Linked DNA regions of Sus scrofa: region 2 is linked to region 1. Evidence: chromatin contacts called from public HiChIP or PLAC-seq data. All regions are on one chromosome and are shown on one strand. Each heading gives the region's core, a stretch centred on a gene start, on an enhancer-like site or on the middle of the called end of the contact. The rest is flanking DNA. Distances are from core to core; before and after follow the strand shown. Region 1 overlaps CHST9 (carbohydrate sulfotransferase 9). Region 2 has its middle 220 kb from the start of CHST9.

What was found. HiChIP or PLAC-seq counts read pairs in DNA pulled down with a chosen protein or histone mark.
Region 2: a contact with region 1 is called in an H3K27ac HiChIP or PLAC-seq map of skeletal muscle, with 6 times the contacts expected there. The contact joins two enhancer-like sites. A contact is called at or near these places in 2 of 47 Hi-C or Micro-C datasets (epiblast stem cells and skeletal muscle) and 1 of 2 datasets of contacts at active chromatin or transcription factors (skeletal muscle).

The regions. Positions count from the first base shown.
Region 1 is chr6:111,554,709-111,560,721 of Sscrofa11.1, reverse strand. The region is part of intron 7 of CHST9 (carbohydrate sulfotransferase 9); the gene reads left to right. Among named protein-coding and RNA genes, the nearest start is that of AQP4, 140 kb to the right of the region's middle. Within about 2 kb of position 2,266, at least 2 of the 83 cell types and tissues checked have an H3K27ac peak or open chromatin away from gene starts, as enhancers often do. A contact at or near this core is called in skeletal muscle, where this site is marked.
Region 2 is chr6:112,070,656-112,076,668 of Sscrofa11.1, reverse strand. No RefSeq gene overlaps it. Among named protein-coding and RNA genes, the nearest start is that of CHST9, 220 kb to the right of the region's middle. Within about 2 kb of position 3,403, at least 1 of the 83 cell types and tissues checked has an H3K27ac peak or open chromatin away from gene starts, as enhancers often do. A contact at or near this core is called in skeletal muscle, where this site is marked.

The DNA.
Region 1 (6,013 bases), core at 1,017-3,516:
GTGAACCCACCTGCCATCAATGGTGACTTCTGCCCAGGCTCTGGGTCCCCTCTATTCTGAACTCCCACAAACCTCCTTAAATGAGTGACTCTCTTGTTCAGCTACATCTTCAGCCACCTCCTCTCTATGGCTGCTTTCTATCAGTATTCATGTTCTAGTGCCTCCTTTAAAAGAAAGATAGAGAGAGAAAGAAAGGAAGGAAGGAAGTTTTTCCTGAACCTTGTACCTTCTTCCTACTATGGCTCTTTCTGTGTCTCAAAAGAGTTTTCTGCATCCTTCCTCACCCCCCTGGCCACCCCCTTGATCATACCAGTCTGGCTTCCGCCCCAGCCACTCCACCAGCTTGCTCTTGCTGATCTCCGAGTTGTTCAATTCAAAGGACACTTTGTGGTCCATCTGACTTGAGGTCAGGGTCTTTTACCTTATCACTTTCTCCTTGAAAAAAATGCCTTTTCCTCCTCCCGCTCTCTTCTTCCTTCATCCCTTTGAGGAGCTGTTTTCTTCCATCTGAATTTTATACCCTAGATTCTTCTTTGCTCACCTCTAGGTCTACCCGGCTTTTTAATCTACATTTTCCCTAGTGATTTCATCCACTCCCATAGACAGCCTTTCTTCCCACTTGCTGTGCCCATACCATCAGCGCCATCTAACCAGCTGCCTATCCAGGTACCATTACTGTATCCCCCTCAAGCCTGCCCTGCCTCCAATATCCCTCAGTCAATGTCCCCTAATTGCGACTGCTGGAAACTTGGTACGTGACACTTTGCCTCTTCTTTCGCCCTCATATTCAGATACAGGTCCTATCAGTTTTATCTCTAAAATATATATTTGCTCTCTCTCTGTTTCTCTACCCGCCACCTCATTGGCTCGGAAAATATCCACCCAACTGCTCCCTTCATGCCTCCGTTGGGCTCCTTTCTATCCTGTTGTCCATATCACAGCCAGAATGAATTTTACCAAATGCAGATCTGGTGTGTTGTTCCACAGTTTGAAATGTCTCAGAGACTTCCCGCTGTCCTTAGAAGAAAATGCAGTTTCCTTTACATGGTCTTCTGCCGTCTACCCTTTGCTCCCAGCTCTCTAGCCCACTTCCTGTTCCACTGATCTGACCATCCCTTCTGTTGTCTTGGGCTTCTCTCAGCAGCTTAATCACAAAAGCTTCTTCATGTTCCTTTATCCCTGAAATTCTACCCCTGCCTCACCCCACCCATCCCTCCCCACATCCATGCTTTGCCTTGGGGTTCCGATGAAATATCACTTCCTCCAGGAAGTTCTCTAATCTTCCCAAGTCCTCTGGACTAGATTTCCTTTCCTTGCTCTTCCCTCTTTTAACCCCCTCTATGTCATTACCTCCGCTACCACTTTTGTCATTGTGTCATTATCTGGGTAATTCTGTGACTTATCTTCCCATCCAGACTGTATTCACCCCTGAACCTCCATCTGTTAGTATAGGTTCTAATACATAGAAGGCCTCGAAATTTTTTGCTGAATGAATGAAGACTGCTACAGCTCCTCTTTTTCTTTCTCTCTTCTAAAATCTACTTCCCAGCCACTCCAAGTTTATCTCACATAGCTTTCTCATCTTGGAAGGAAAAATCTGAAAGGTTTTGATTCTGTTTGGTCCTAGTCTTAACCCATCCTCTTTGAGGCTGTGTGCACTCTGGTTTTTTGTTTGTTTGTTTTTTCTAAACTACAAAGAGGGACTAAGCATCCAAGGAAGGGTAATTTGAATCCACCAAAGTTTCATCATTTCTCAAAGGCAAGGTCAGACTCAGATGAAGGAGGCTTGTGCCTTCTTTTTTCTTCTGACCCGAGCCACTGCAGTGACAATGCCAGGTCCTTAACCCACTGCACCACAAGGGAGCTCCCTGTGCCTTCTTTTTGAGATGCACCCACATTCACAAATATATCCCTACCACCTATTCGCTGATGCCCAAGCTGTTCTTTAACAGGAAGCAGCCATTTCCTGACACATGTAAGCATGAGACTAAAGTCAAGTTTCTTCACTTAGAAGACTTGGATACGAGAATGGAGGATGTACATATCCGACTTGCAATTTTAAAAGACAGGAGGTGAGCTCCACGGAATAAATGGGAAAAAACACACACGCAGAGTGAGCCCTGGAGTGCTGAAAACATACTGTGTCCTCTTGCCTACTTTCAGGCTATGCTTGAAATTGTCACAATAAATTACTGACTCAGGAGTCCTGCCCATTCACCAGTATCCTATTCACCAGCACTGAAGCGATTCAGACAACTTGGCTTTGCTGGTCTGACGTGCTCCAGACCAATGGGATCCGACGGTTCTGCATGCCATTTTAGGTGACAGTTTGAGCCGAAGTAACTTCTAAAATTGCAGCCATCCCAGGAAGGCTGAGACGCAATCCCATAAATCATTTGCATCTGGAAAGGGGCCGGGGATGACGAATCTCAGTAGAAGAGAAGAGCTCTGCAGCGGGGCGTGGGAAAGAGCTTTTAGAAACAACGGTAACAGCTCTATATGTGACACACTAGAATGTTAGGAGGGTAAAGAACTGGGGATACCTCAGCCATTCCTGAAATCAAGCGAATGGAAATTAAATGATAAAACAGACCAACAGAATTACACTAAAAATTTATATGGCAGGGAATACTGTTTTAGTATATGTGCTGCCGAAGCAAGCACAGGGAATACTATTTTATTTTATTTTATTTTATTTTTTTAAGAACAAGGCTTTTACTTTATTTTTATTTTTTTGCTATTTCTTGGGCCGCTCCTGCGGCATATGGAGGTTCCCAGGCTAGGGGTCTAATCAGAGCCATAGCCACCAGCCTACGCCAGAGCCACAGCAACGCAGGACCCGAGCCGCGTCTGCAACCTACACCACAGCTCACGGCAACGCCAGATCCTTAACCCACTGAGCAAGGGCAGGGACCGAACCCGCAACCTCATGGTTCCTAGTCGGATTCGTTAACCACTGCGCCACGATGGGAACTCCGGGAATACTATTTTAAAATCAGTTCATGATCCATGCATTGCTAGAGGTTTTCAGAACAACAGAAATACTTACTTGCCCCCAAATTCACTGAAATTGGTTAACTTCTGTGAGTATAGCATACCCTTCCCATGCCTGAGGTGTGAATTTTAGACATCTCTGAAAATAGATTTGTCAGTGAGCATCTGATCCTGGGCAAGTAAATAAATAAGAAAAATTAATAAAACCTAGAGCACCTAACCTCTTTCTCTTCAGGGCATTGGCTAAAGTCTATTATTTTGATTACATCAGAGAGAAAAATTCCAATTTCCTCCTGATTCTTTGAACTTCAGACTAATCAGTTTTCCCTTTAACTAGATCTGTAAATAGGTGATGGAAATAGGACCAGGGCAAGTTTAGAGGGTTCAAGTAAGGAAAGCCAGAAATATTTGGGGCTAAAAATTCTGAATATAAGACATAGAGATAATTCCTGTAGTGTAACTGACCTAAGGTTCTCACTGAAGATCAGTTACCAACCTAGTGGTCCCTAACCTTATTTCCAGCCCAGAAGTGACTAAAGAATTGAACATACTTGCATCAGTAACAGTGGCTCAGGGGCAACAAGGCAAGAACTGTTCTATTCTTAAGTATCTTTTGCTCCTGGAGGAGTGTGGTGGTGCGGTACATGGGAAAAATCACTCCCTCCAGGAGATTTTGATCCATCCCCTCCCCTCCCTCAGAGGGATGTCTCTCCTCCCACACCCTTTTCCCCCCAAGGATATAGCCTTTCTGTGCCTTTGTTTCCCTATTGATAAAATGAGAATGATACACTGAGAATGATGCATTCATGAATGGGTAGGTGTGGTAGGGATATACAGAGAAAAGTTTTCATAACTCCCATTGGCCTTTTTTATTCAGACAGTTTGTTACCACATTACTGGGTGTGTTGAATGTCCTGGTTAAGCTCTTGAGCACTTAGATTCTAAATAGAATCTAAAAATACCCTTGACTAGAAGTCAACACAGCCTATTTAAAGGTCATTGTGACTTTCCTTCCGAGTATTGAGATTATTGCTACCAAATATCTACAGAGACAGAAGAAAAGTCACAGGTGGACTCTATCAATTATTGGGCTGCATGTCTTAATAATTATCATTTATTAAGCCCTAAATATACAAAGATGTGCTGCTAAGCGCTTAACTTCTAATACCTGATTTAATCCCCCATAACAGTCCTTTATTATTATTCCCATTTTGCAGATATAAAACTAACGTTTAACAAAATTACATAGTATGCCCCATATTCCACAGGAAGTTATTAAATTAGTATTTAAGCCTAAATGTTTGTAATTGCAACATTTTTCCTCTTAGCCACCCCCCCCAAGGGTGCAGGGTATCAGATGTGATGACGGGGGCGGGGGCGGGGGGGGGGAGGCATGTCATTCTTCTTGGCTGTGCTGCTATTTTATTGTTTCACAAGATGAAGAAAAAGAAACTGTCAAGAGTCTTGAGTTTTCAGAAAACTTAACAGAGGAGGAGGAAGGATATGACTGATTACATTCCCAAATTGTTGGCTTTGTAATAAAATAACTGAGGGAGTCCTGATCTTCTAATAGGGGACGATCAATTTTTCCAATTATATGTTCATGTATAAACAAAAACAGGAATGCACACTTACAGCATCCTACAGTAGTTCAAGAAACTTTCCTCTCTGACTAATTAAAATAAATTGTTAATGAGTCAGGTGCTTTGTCCCTGAGACGGCCACGTTGGTTCTGAGAAAAGGAAACCTGGGGAAGAGAACGACTGCGATTTTGAAATTGGACCTTGTCACTAGGGGGCACTTAGGGATATAAAATCAGCATTACCAAAAGTACTTTCTGAAATGGAGCCATTACTGACCTATACCTTTTCAAGGAAGGAAAAAACAAAAATAAAAACACCTGGTTAGAGACGTAAGAATTCAGGACGTCTTCTAATGAACTATTTTTAGGTACCAGGTTGGTTAGAGAGGGAGCATGGAATGTGGGCAGAGTTTTGAAGGCAGAAGTCCTGTCTTCTCCCTCTGTCTTTCGCCACTGGGAGTATGACCGTGATGCTAAAAGGAGAAAGTCATGATAATAAAAAAGGGAGACACCGTGGGGACGGCTTCCTCATGTCCCTCGGTCCCATGGGTGGCTTCCTTATGGTCTCCTTCTCCCTGACGGCATCCCCTTCTTTCCTCTTCCTGGGATGGGGGGCAAAGCCCCCCACCCCATTGCCCATTGTTATGTGGTCTTTATTTTTACAGGCCTCTTTCATTTCATTTTTCCTCCCACTGCCTCTGGCTTTGTTCTTTTGCCTTATTGTGCTTCTTTGTTTTCATTAGCTGTTAGGTGCAGTTCTAGCTTTGGTTTTATTCCTGTTTTGTGGAGTTTTGTTTTGTTTTGTTGTGTTTGTTTGTTTTTTACTTTTTCTCCTTTCAGACATTCAGATCCCTCTTTCTTTAAGAAATCAATAAAAGGTGTTTCAAGGATCAGTTTTCCCTAAACTGGATGGAAATAGACAAAATGTTGTCTGATGTCGGAGGAGATCCATTTCCCACACTGATCAAGTAAATGGGGAGAAACATAAGAGGAAAAAAACCCCGCATTCTTACATGCTTATCTCTCCCCGGACACAGACAAGCCGGAAAACCCGTTTCATGGGGTGTATACAAGACTAAAACCACTGGTGGAAAAGTGAAAGGAGTGGCCAAAACAAAGCTTACTTTGTTCCACGCAACATCAAACAACCGGTTTGATGGACTGTCTTTTCCAAAGTCACCATTTCTTTTGCTTGTCATGTGAAGAAGTTGTTAACTCTGTAAAATCATGAAGCCTACATTTCTAGGACATCAGCGACCTCAGCAACACCTCAGAGCAAAGATGGGAGACCTTCAGTTGCCCTACTCCTCAGCGCAAAGGGAAAACATCTCCTACATCATGCACCCTCTCTGAGGAAATTACCCTGCAGTTATAATTAAGAAAATAATTGCAAGTCCAATTTACCAGGCCTGTGCCCATCAGTTCTTCCTGTAAATT
Region 2 (6,013 bases), core at 2,154-4,653, 510 kb before region 1:
AATTATGCTATATTATTTTTATCTTTATTTCAAGATAAAAATAGCATAGCAATTTATAGCTATGCTATAGCTATAGTATAATATGGCTATAATATAATAGCATAACACCATAGCATTATCAGGTTTCAGTTAGATTACAAACTCTGTGCAAATGTAATAGAATAAGGTCCAAACTATTTACTTAATTAAAGCCATCAAGCCTTCTGTGTCTTGTCTCCTGCTTGCAGCTCCAGTGGGAGATCCTAGCCTCCTCCTTTCTAATGACCCTTTGAGCACACTTATGTCCTTGGTAGTTTTCACATTACAACTTAAGCACTTGCTTTTGTTCTTCTGGAATCTTGTTATCCTACATCTGTGCAAAGTGTATTCTTTTTGATCACAGAAGTTAATAATAATCACACAGGCTGGCAATATTGATTTTTTGTACCCCAGGATTCTAGTTTGTCTGTTATACTTAAGAAGTGAAATTTTTGTTTTTTGTTGGTGTTGTACTGTCATTGTACCAACAAAAATAATCTGAAATTTGAATCATTGATATTTTGAAATCCAGACCAAAAATTTAGTTATTCCATTTATATGAAAAGGAAACGAAGCTACATGTGCACTCTGCCTCCACATCTGCATGTGACAATGGCTTGTGGTGGTGCAGAGATTCTGTTGCAGTAATAACTCACACTTGAGGCGTTGCTGCAGTTGCCATGTAGCTCACAACTACAGCTCAGATCTGATCCTGGGCCGGGAACTCCATATGCTGTGGGGCAGTCAAAAAAGGAAAAAAAAAAAAAAAAAAAAAAAAAAAAAAAAAAAGCTCTTCAAAGATTTCCAGAAAGAGGTAGGATTATTAAAAGAGTCAAAAGAAAATATTTGAAATGGTCACAGAATCCCTTCTCACTGTCTTCTTCCTTAGTGGATAGTGAAAATTAACTTTGAAAAATTTGCAAACAAATGATCTTTGGTACAAAATGATGAGAGCATCATCAATAAGATTTGTTTTTTAGTAAATATGTTACATAACGTTACTTTTGAAATTTTCAGGATTAATTAAAATTTTCATTCTTTGAAGTGTTTGGTTTGTTTTTAAGCAATAATTTCCTACTAGTAATAGTATTGGTTAATAATTAATATTATGATGATAATTCTTCTTTGACCTCTGAATCTGTGAATGTGTGGGTTGATGTCAAACATAGCTGTACATTTTATTGAAATCAGTAAATATTTAGCATCATAGATTTTTATTTTATGAAAGCTGAATTTATTTATTTTGCAAAATATCAGTAAATAAGTATTATGGAAAATAAATGACGAACTATCAGGGTACTGCTTTTTCAGAATTGCATTCACTAATCACTATTTTGGTCTTTAATCAAAGGTCCCCATCTCAGAAAGCCCTTTCTGGCTATTCTGTCTAAAACAGACTATTCCAAGCTCCCACACCAGGCCATTCAGTACCTCACTTCCTTAATTTTCCTGCCATGTACAAACTATTCTGAAATAGTATTATGTATTTTTTAATCTATTTATTATGCATCATCCCTCAAATGAGTATAAGCTTCCTAAGAGTAGAGATTTTTCTGTTTGTGTCCCTAATACTTAGAAAAATGCTTTGCATGCAGTAGGTGATTTGTAAATATTTGTTAAATGAATGTGGTAATAAATGAATTGAAGTTTTTGCAAACATAATAATGATCATGGTGACAATATGAGTTGCTACGACTTGGGGATTATTAGTATTGATACTTAGATGTGTGTCTGTTACTTTTAAGTTTGGTGTTATTAAGATTTAATCTCATTTTTAAAATTACTGGATCAAAAATAATGAATGTACTAAAATGACCAGAAATTCATTTCAAAATTGCTCTTCAGGAAGAACACACCGATTTACATTTCTACCTATGAGTCATTCTCACTTTACTGTATGACTTTCCAACTTCTGTTCATAGGCTTCCGTCTCTGCCAGGATTGGTCTCTCTTGGCTTTCTTTCTTTCTTTCTTTCAACTGATGGTATTAGATCTTTCTTTGCTTTTTTTTTTTTTTTTTTTTGTCTTTTTTTAGGGCCGCACCCTTGACATATGCAGGTTTCCAGGCCAGGGGTCCAGTTGGAGCTGCAGCTGCTGGTCTACACCACGACACCACAACGTGGGATCTGAGCCACGTCTGTGATCTACGCCACAGCTCACGGCAACACCTGATCCTCAAATCCTCAACCCACCCAGTGAGTCCAGGGATGGAATCTGGCATCCTCATGGATGCTAGTCAGATTTGTTTTTGTGGCTGAGCCACAATGGGAACTCCATATCTTTCTTTCCTAAAAACCATAGTGCCCCTTGTTACACAAGTAGATTTGAGAAAACATCTTGAAGCACCATTGTTTATTTCCTTAAAATTCAAAGGTGCTTAAAAAGATATGCTCCATAAAATTTTGTTGTAGTAGATGATCTTAAAGATTAAAAACAAAATTTACCGAAAATTCATTAGTGTCTTCATATACTTGGAATCATGACTATGAACAGAATATCTACATGCCTTTCATAGGATGAAGTTGAAGTTTTTGTTTTCGTCTAGTTTATATACCAGCAAATTGTTTTATGGTGATTTATATAATCGTTAACATTTTGAATTTTGCAGTATACAAAGAAAACAATCCTCTAGGTTTTGTTAACAAATTGCTTGTCAAAATGCATGTGCATTTGGCCACAGAGACATATTTTTTCTTTCTTCTTAATTTTTTAAAAATACCTGCATTTATTTATTTATTTATTTATTTACTGGTGGCTAATTGACGTGGAGTGCTGTGTATACATCTGAATAGTAGCACCTTTAGCTCCATAGGCTTTTATCCCAGACATCTGATAATAATTACTGCATAAGTAAATTCATAACACCAGGCAGTTAGAAGCAGCCTAATTGCAACAATTAATTTGTAGACTTACCTAATTAAATTTCCCTAGCCAGAATATGTTGTCTGCATACATCAAAGTTTACAAAGGAGGAGTAACAGAGCAGAATAAAAAATGACAGAGTCCCTAATAGAGTCCCTTGAGAGGAACGTCTAAGGTTAAAATAAAAATCTATCAATGTTGAACAAGAAAATATGCAGTTCAGCTGAAATGATGGATGGTTCTGCTAACCTTCATGCAAAATGATCCTGACACATATTATTATTGAAATAGAAATGAGCATATCTTTGTCTACCTTATTGCCTTTATAAAGTGGATGAAATGGTCTGAGAGTCTGAAAATTCTTTTTTATGTTGTACTTGGGAACATTAAGACAATCCTGATCTCTTTCTTCCTCTGGAGACTTCCGTAGCTACTTGTTTATCTGCTTTCTTGCCTGTTGTAAGGACTGAGTAATTGCACAAATGCAAGGCGAGGAGAGAAAACTGCATAGCCTGCATCTTTTGCTAGCTTGAAAGTGCTTGCCCTGGCACTGGGGGACAAGGGAAGATTCATGTTTCCCAGTCTTGTGGGTGACATATACAAGAACAAATGACAATTATAATGTCATACTATTTTTAAAAATAGGGAAAGAAAAAATAATTCAGTGGCTAAAAGGACATAACACAAGTCAGCTTAACTGGGGAATAAAACCATGAAAACTTTTCTGTAAGCTTTTTTTTTCTTTGCAAAAGCCTTTGCTTTTATTTTTGTCTTTATCACTCACGTTGGTAGCTATTGCTCCTTTTAATCTCCTTGGAATTTATTAATATGTAAGGGACTCTCACTTTCAAATTTACTATTCAAATTTGTATTACCATCATCTCTCCCCATGGGGTGATTGGTTCCAGGACCCCCACAGATACCAAAACCCAAGGATACTCAAGTGCTTTATATAAAAAGGTGTATTTGCATATAACCTACGCATATCTGCACATCCTTATACTTTAAATCATCTCCAGATTACTTCTAATACCTAATACAATGTAAATGCTATGTAAATAGTTGTAAATACAATGTAAATGCTATGTAAATAGTTACCAGACAGGACAAATTCAAGTTTTCTTATTTGAAACTTTCTAGAAGTATTTTTCCAAATCTTTTCAATGCAAGGTTAGTTGAATCTTTGGATGTGGAGCCTTCAGATACAGAGAGCCAACTGTACAACAATTCCATATCCCTCTCACTACCCTTCCTAAACCCAGGTGCCTTCTTGCCCTGCACCATCATGACTGTCTATTGTCATCACCTCCTACCACCCTCCTTCCCATTCCCGATCCATGGCTGGTGACAAGTGCCTTCTGCTGTATGAACGCAGAGCTCCTGGGCCAGTGCCGAAGGGGGCAGGCTGCACATAGGGGTCCCCAGTTCCTATCTCTACTCTGCTGGTGGTGATGGGTTTAGTCCACATGACTGACTGCTAAGAGATGATGCCTTCAGTGGGAAGTCTTCCAGTGGCCTTTTCTCAGTGCCCCACTGTTGTCACAAAACAACTACCTCTTACTTTTGAGAAATGGGATGGGTTTCCTTACTAAAATAAAATAATAAGTTCATTTAGAAGGGCATCTGAGCAGGGTTATTGTTAATAAAGAAAATCTCATTATAGCATTGTTGTTGGAAAATATTACTATAGCATTGGAACATGCCTCTTATTCTGTCTTGATCTCTCTCTCTGGAAATGTTGGTAGGAACAAAAGGCAGGCAAGATAGGCTACATCTTGTTGCTGAAATTCAGCCTCTGTCTGCCAGTGCCAAATTAAAATGCAGAAACAGAGTTTTGGGTAAAGGAGAAAAAAAATAGCTTTATTGCTTTGCAGGCAAAGCAGGCTAATGCCCTCCATCCCCCACTGGAAAGAATTGTGAGGAGTTTTACAGTAAAAAGAGAAAAACAGGTTTTCAGATAGGAATCAGGATCGGGACAAACATGCATTCTTCTTTCTTTGGGGGAACTTAGTCATCAAAGCTGGAGTCAGGATATCTCTGCATGATCATGGTGGTGGTCTTTTGGGTGATTGCCTAGAATAACAGTACCTGTGAAAAGGGCATATTGATCAGAGTGAACAAACTAGGAAAGTTCCTGAAAAACATCATGTGCTAATAACCTTTAACTCACAGGCAATTGTGCTCAGGGTACCTACTCTTTAGCTTAGGGTGCAGTTCAGCCAGGGAGAAGGACAAGGAAAGACTCTAAGCTATCTTTGACTGTTCCTCCCTTGTCTTTGTATCCCCTCCCTTCCCTGATCATCAACTGTCTGAACCTTCCCTAGGAACTCAGCGAAGGTCATGGTGGCTGGACGAGGCCGTTTCCTAAGAACAAGAAATGGGGGCACAGAAAGGCTTTTGCACCCAGGAGCCCCACAGGGCTGTACTTGGTCTCAATCTGACTTTCTTTATAGACATTTACATTAAAGCTTCAATATCAAACAGAGGAATAGATAACACCAAATGAAAATTCAGAAACCGTGTCAGAGGGCAAAGTCTGTGACTTCTATATCTTCACTTATTGTGGGATGTCCTTTTCCACTTCATGAAGAAAAATGTAAATTCCTAACTTTGAGATAGAGACCTTTACAAGGAAATGTATTGACTTCAAATCTTTTATTGATGTCATCCCTCTCGCTTTATTTTCTCTTGCATATTTTTAAACCAATAGGAGCCTTTAAATGCCAAATGAAACACTTCCCATGAAATTGTAACAGCCTTCTCTCCATTTTCTTGAGGGAAGTGTAGTTTCAACAGTTTTGTCTAGAAAAATTACCTTTGCTTACACCAGGTTCTATTTATGTCTCATACCCAACATGGAGTGACAATGCGGTGAGCAAAGATGGGTGAATACAGGGTAATAAGAAAACCAGAAAATTCCTATTAATTTTTTGTCAGAATATTAGTTTGTCTTCACCATTTTATTTTACACGTAGATTCCCAGAGAATGAGTTGTACTCAAATTCAAATGCAAGTGTCACATCATGTAAATTAGAGTTGATCTTTGATCCTATGTAATAATGGATTATTACCACCCTTTGAAAAAGTGGAGCATTAGGAGCTTTCAATCCGTGAGCCTGGGACATGTTATTGG